Regions from separate parts of the Danio rerio genome. Here region 1 is linked to region 2. A link is a contact called in public Micro-C data. All regions are on one chromosome and are shown on one strand. Each heading gives the region's core, a stretch centred on a gene start, on an enhancer-like site or on the middle of the called end of the contact. The rest is flanking DNA. Distances are from core to core; before and after follow the strand shown.

The links. Hi-C and Micro-C count contacts between places; a contact is called where the count stands out from the background.
Region 1: a contact with region 2 is called in a Micro-C map of caudal fin, with 18 times the contacts expected there. The contact joins two enhancer-like sites. A contact is called at or near these places in 3 of 18 Hi-C or Micro-C datasets (caudal fin, hematopoietic stem cells and an unstated tissue) and 1 of 4 datasets of contacts at active chromatin or transcription factors (caudal fin).

The regions. Positions count from the first base shown.
Region 1 is chr16:25,009,242-25,012,737 of GRCz12tu, reverse strand. kcnn3 (potassium intermediate/small conductance calcium-activated channel, subfamily N, member 3) reads right to left here. Exons shown (of 9, transcript XM_009292295.5): 9 at 952-2,305. The coding sequence ends at 1,970. Among named protein-coding and RNA genes, the nearest start is that of rps27.2, 79 kb to the left of the region's middle. Within about 2 kb of position 1,992, at least 4 of the 62 cell types and tissues checked have an H3K27ac peak or open chromatin away from gene starts, as enhancers often do.
Region 2 is chr16:24,852,542-24,856,124 of GRCz12tu, reverse strand. No RefSeq gene overlaps it. Among named protein-coding and RNA genes, the nearest start is that of adar, 31 kb to the right of the region's middle. Within about 2 kb of position 2,329, at least 12 of the 62 cell types and tissues checked have an H3K27ac peak or open chromatin away from gene starts, as enhancers often do.

The DNA of each region.
Region 1 (3,496 bases), core at 743-3,242, 160 kb before region 2:
GTAGTGAAAAAAAGCTTGGGCCCAGTAGGCCTAATCAGTCTGGCAAACAATCATGGTTACTAAACTTTACCGCTAATAAAATCATGGTTAATTTTCACAAGGGAAGACAATATAATGCAACATGAAAATAAACATTAAACTAGTAGCTAAGTAAATAGTAACGTGTATTTATAAAGCGCATTTATCGTGTATGGCCATACACCCAAGGAGCTTCACAATCATAAGAAGTGGTCTCCACTCCACCACCAGTGTGCAGCATCCACTTGGATGATACGATGGCAGCCACAGGACAATTTCCCCAGTGCACTCACCACACACCAGCTATAGATGGAACGGAGAGACTGAGAGAGCCAATTCGGTGGATGGGTAAGGGAATTTGGCCAGGACACCGGTGTTACATCTCTACTCTTTAAGCGAAGTGCCATCAGAATTTTAATGACCACTGAGAGTCAGGAACTCATTTAATAACAACATTAATAAATTAAACTAAAACGAATTTAGGCGAGGCAGTGGCGCAGTAGGTAGTGCTGTCGCCTCACAGCAAGAAGGTCAGTGGGTCGCTGGTTTGAACCTCGGCTCAGTTGGCGTTTCTGTGTGGAGTTTGCATGTTCTCCCTGCCTTTGCGTGGGTTTCCTCCAGGTGCTCCGGTTTCCCCCACAGTCCAATGACATGTGGTGGTGAATTGGGTAGGCTAAATTGTCCGTAGTGTATGAGTGTGTGTAAATGTGTGTGTGGATGGTTCCCAGAGATGGGTTGCAGCTAGAAGGGCATCCGCTGCGTAAAAAGCTGCTGGATAAGTTGGCGGTTCATTCCATTGTAGCGATTAATAAAGGGACTAAGCCGACAAGAAAATGAATGAATGAATGAATGAAAACGAATTTAGGGCTGCAAATTTAAGAGGCAAACAAAAATGGTCTTGTCATTCACACAATGATACACACACACAGACAGTCATTTATAGATATATACTTTATTAATTCTCTCTGGTAAAATAAAATTACAAAATAATTTCAACCTCAAACGGCACCTCCCTTATCTATAATTAATATCAATAAAATCATTATTTATACAGCAATCATAATTTCCAATGACGAATGAGAAGAATGCTATCTTATAATCTTATAATAAATATGAGCTATAACTGCGTTAGTAATTATTAATGGTAAAAAACTGAGCGATACAAAGCTAAGTTTTCAGTAATAGCATACTGTACAATATTCCAAGAGGATGTAACTCAGTATTCCGGCCACAGGATGTCACTATTAGTCAGTTTTCAAAATGGTCTCTCCTTCAAAATGGGGTCAGAAGTAAAATAGTCTCTTATTTCAACGCCATTATAACAGAAGCAATTCCACTAAGAAAATGACTATAATCACTCATTCTACAGTTATTTCAGTGTGAGCAGCTGTTCCACCTTGATGGGGTGGTTTTTATAATTTATCGACTGGCTTCAGCGTCGCTCCTCCAAATAATGCTTCTTTCAAATGGCTGTTAGTCTCTTGCAGACTGTAAAAAAGGTGCTGTCCAGATCTCCAGATCATAACATTCTCAGCTGCTGATTATTTATACTCTCTATAACCACTCCCACCCTCCTCTCCTAGGTTTACAACACACACCATTCCAGTCAACTATAGACAGAGAGCACTTTGGTAGCAAAGACGGAGTCAGAGAAAGTGTAAGTAAGAGTCCATGCATGTTAACATGTCTGAGTTAGTTAGTCTTCTAAAATCAATACATTCATGGTAACAGTAGAGGACGTCCGTCTTGTGGACTATAGGAAATATGGCAGTTTTGTCATCATAGAGGTTTTGTGCAAATGTTAGCATCTCCTCCATCTCTGTGAGATACTCAAGCTGCGCAATGCTCATAGTTACAGTGCATCGTATGCGTGTGAATGTTTATGTTATTTCTCTGCTTTCGCTAATTGTCCGTCTTGCAGCCCAGGAGGGAACATCCTGCACCGGCACTCTCAACAACTGGAGCTGCTGGTGTTGGGACTGTCCTCTGCGGGCTGAGTTGAGGGGATGGAGCCTGAGCCGGAGGGGGGGTTGGCTAGAGGCAGGCTGGCAGCAGTGGGTGAGAGCGCGGAGGGCACAGTGGGGCTCAGAACCTTGGCATCACGCTCACGCAGCAGTTGAACGAGCGCCGCATGCTGGGAGCTGAGCGTGGCCGACAAGTGAGCGGGCAGAGCATTAAAGCCGGCCGTCAAACGCTCCACCCGCTGCTCCAGACTCAACATCTGCCTCTCCAGATCCTCACTTCGGTCGTTCAGCTCTGACATCAGTTCATACATGACGCTCTGCATCTGTGTAGAGAGAGAAGGATAGATAAATGAAAAACTTTGGTGGTAAGCATGCTGTAGCCAGCAGGGGTGGATTTATTGATTTAAGGGCCCTAAGCAATTCCAACCAAGGGTCCAAGCAATCTTAAATTTCAGCCTTTGTACTTTTATTTATTTTCTGTTTACTTATATTGCTGTTTTTTCTCTCTTCTTTTCTGTGTTTTATGTTATTGCAATCTCTACATTTTAAAATATTTGTTTCCTTAAAAAAAAACAACGTTATATTAGATGGGTATTATTATCTCCAGGTATTTATTTGGGGCCCCCAGATTTCCTGGGACCCTAAGCAACCGTTTACCTCACTTATTGGGTAAATCTGCCCCTGGTAACCAGCTATACTGGTGATCAAAATTATTATATCACCTTAAAGATCTGAAAATATTGAACATTTTTGCCCATAATTGGCCCATTTGATTCTTGTGACCGTTTTTATGTAACTAGCTAATTATTTATATGTGCCTGCCTTTAAGCAATATACGGACTCCACTCTCCCTGCACTCCTTTTTGTAAATCGATAATAAACAGGCTAACAATGGTGCTTTTTATTTTCTACAATTGGAGCAATCCTGGCATGTAGTCTGCTGTGAGTTTGGATGTAAATATAAAGGCTAACAGGTGTCTTTACACAGAACCCCAGCTTTTAGGCAACAGCAAAATGGTTTAGTTTGGTTGTGTGTGCTATTTTATTTTTTTACTTTTTATACATAATTTGTGTTTGTTTGTTTGATTACCGTTAGCAAACGGCAACTTAATTTCACTCATGTTTAGAAGGAGGTAATCTTCCTGTCGTGCAGAGCTGTGTATGTTATTAATGGGTAGTTTTTAGGTTTTATGGTAACCAGCATATTTTCATATACAGATGTTTGTTTAAATAGATTTAACAATGATAATGGTATCTGTAATTTCAATCCATAATAAATTATATGCACAGGACACAGCCTGGGGTGATCTTGCATTTTGTCACTTGGAAACAACTTAAAATATACATTCAGACAAACATATGCATGACTTTATAAAGTAATTTGGACATTAATAAAGAGGGGAAATGAAGGCTGGTAGTGGTGAAACAAATCACAACTCTCACTGTTCGGATCACATTATGTTTTTTTTTTAGTCACGGATCAGACCATTTTTCAGATTAGCCAAAAAAGGGAG
Region 2 (3,583 bases), core at 1,080-3,579:
TTTACACACGTCACCTTATACTAGTTTCTCATCAAATCAGAACCTATCAAATGCTCTCTAGTATCTGACATGCATCACCCCCTTTAAGAGGCTTCTCATTTGCTTTGCATTTGATGCACTTGATCTCAACCACTCTTGCGGGCAGAGCAGTGATCAAACAAAACTTTACTGTTTTTAAAAAGGGGAGGAGCTAATTTGTCTCGCTCTCTTTTCACATTTCGGTTGAAATCATGAAAGACATCGACTAAAAATGCACATTTCAAAGCACTTCATGAGACCTAAGCCTAACTGTTTTTACCTTTTCACTGGTAAGCTAAGGGAGGTCGCATTTTAGAATTCTAAACATAATAGGTTTCTATCAGGGAACACACACAGGACGCGCAAGTCGGCGGTTGTGTGCGGTGCCCAGCTACAACTCAGGACACTTTTCTGCCGCACATTTTTGCTGCACCACAAAGCGCCATCTGAATAGTTTAATTTTAAATAACAAGCAAATGTGCACGTCCGGTGTATGTTACTTCCAACTGTCATACGCACGTTGCTGAGCAGCGCATCCAGTTTGGGACCAGCTTAAGTTTATAATATCTTGACTGTTTCCTTTCTATGAGTTCAAACTGCTTCAGAATATAACATTGTAAGTTTCACAAGTTTCCATGCGACGTATCAGATGTCATGCGACACAGCACACAAAGTATCGTTTTCATGCTAATAGGGGTTTCAGTCCTAACCATCTGTGACATAGGTGCGAAATTTCTATTTTAGAAATATTCTGTTTATACAATGATGTGGCGGGACAAAAGAACATGCTACTGAAAAAGATCATCTTAGGTACAGATGATTAGCTTTATTAAATGTTCCCAATGTGAGTTTTAATACCATTTTCTGTGATTGCCATACTACTGAAAGCAGCAGCAGATCATTCATGTCAGATCTTGAAAATAAAAAAAATAGCTGAAGGTTTGAAAATTCAGGTCAGAATTGCGATTCAGTGCAATCCAACAGCAACAGTCACTCAGTGGCCTTTTAATAATGTTAAAGAGGTTTAATATGAATCAGTTCAATTAAAAATCCTTTACCATTTCATTGTGCAAGCAGTGGCTGCTATTTAAAGGTTTCTTGTCATGTTGTGTCGCTTTTGGTGCAGACAGTCAAACTGCGTGTTACTAGAATCTTGTTGCGAAAAGGACAACACAACAACCAATTTAAACATGCATTATAAACCAAGTTTGAGCATTATTTTCTATATTACGCTAATATTTCCCAGCACTGGGTTGCGGCCATCCACTGCATAAAAACATGGCAGAGTAGTTGGCGATTCATTTCATTGTGGCTACCCCTGATCAATCCGGGACTAAGCTGAAGGACAATTGATTAATAAATGAATAATACGATTTAATGGGCGTCTTCTGTGAATCAGTACACTATATAACCCAATAAGTTAAGGTAACTCACACCATTTGAGGAAACCGATTGCAACAAACCATTTAAGTTCAAAAACTAATCTTAATGGGTACTGTGAACTTAATACATTCAAGTAAAAGAAGCAATTTTAACACAGTAAAACCAAATAAATGTAGAGAACTCAAACCGAGAACTGTCAAACTCAATAAGGTAACTGAAACCGCTTGAAGAAAACTGATTGTTACAAACCATTTGAGTTGTAACAACTAATTTATATGAGTACTGTGAACTTGCTCTATTTAAGCTGAAGTAATGGGGTATTTGATTGACTCATTACCTTCATCACTGGGATCAAAACTCTTTTCAAATGAGTAGAATTAACTGTCAATTTTGAGTTAACTACACTCATTTCATTTACAGTTGACAGTTGGGTTTTACAGTGTAAAAATGTTTGAAAGACAAAGAATATAACCAATTTTAATACAAGTTTACCAAAAACTGGATGCATTTTTATTTTTGTGTGCCTATGTAAGGCTTATAAAAAGTGTTACTGTTCAATCTTTCTTTAAAGCATACAAGTAATAGCCTTTAAAGGTACGGCTACAAGCATTCCTATAAAAAATTGGATAATTTATGAAAGAAGCTCCATAGATCTGGCATTCACCATGCATAGCAGCACATTATAACCTCATTATGCAAGGCACAGATATGCACAGAATTCTAAATACAGTAATAACACTTGTGCCGCGACAGTTGTTGTGTAGGTGGAAGTTAGAAGGGAAAGCCCTCTAGAGCTTGATCTCACTCTCTCTCTCTCTCTCTCTCTCTCACACACACACATCTAACAGACACACACATTTCACATTACATTAGTGCATTTGTCATTCTAGTCTAGGCCTGCAGAACAACTTTGATTCTACTGAGTCAGCTGCTGGAGAGACCGTGTGCGCTTTTCATGGGAGGGTGAAAGCATGAGTTATAATGTGTCCACAGTCTTAAATGTTTCGTTTCAGGGCTCAAAACAGTGTCAGCTGTTACCATGCATCACTAAGATTCCACGAGCACTGGGAGCAACACATGCTACTACTGTTTAGTGTTCTTTACTTAGTATATTCATTAACTAGTGACAGTTAGCTTTATAGTTCAGTGTTTCCCTCCATTTTTTTTCTTCTCCCGAGGCCTTTTCTGCTACCCCTACTACAGTACATCCCCCATTCCCTCCTCTTACTCATTCTTCTAGGGCATCAATCATCGCATTTACTTGGCATATAGTTCAGACTAATATTTTATATATACAAGCCATGTGCTTGTTTAATATTTCCATTGAAATATGTGTGAACTGACTGACATGGACAACCAGGAGCCTTGTTTGCCTTACAGCTATTGAATCAATAAATATTAAAAGGCAATTTTATTAAGAGACAAAGAGAAAATAATCTGGTGGAACAATTAATAAATTGTACATTTTAAAATTAAAATAAATTTGGCCACAGATGCTTGTGATAGTAAATTAAATGCCAAGTATTTTATTTTTATGATAAAAACTAAAGCACAAAAAAAGTACATGTTTGGATCATGTATGGATTATTTATGGAACAATACTATTATTACAAAATTATAGACAATACTTTAGACAGCCCATACTTTGAACTTGGGTGGAAGAACAGGTGGTTAGACAGAGGATTGCCAAGTCTATGGAGTCTCGCACTACTTTGAACACTTGCGATACATGTTAAAAGTTTTGACATATTGTATTAATTATATTTATATGGTTACGTACACATATTTAACTCTAACAAATTTCTCATCAACCAATGATAAAAAAAGAAAAATGCTAGGATGAGGAAACAAAACAGATACATCCATACACAATCTTTATACTTCCAAATATAAAGCTATAAAGCTGGTTATAATGAATGCCCTTGATACATCATATACAGTCCTCAGCATAATTGAGTAAACCTCATTTTGAAAATGAATATTTTGAATCATTTCTTAGTATGGGCAATGCATTTTGGTGCATTTCAACAAAACAGATAAAACAGATATATTTATTAAAATAATAGTTTAGTCACCAAACATATTTAGAAACTGGAACATAATACAATTAAATTCAAGCAAAATATTGCAAAAATAAATAAACACCTACAACATTTCAACTAAATTAAAATTTTATTTATTT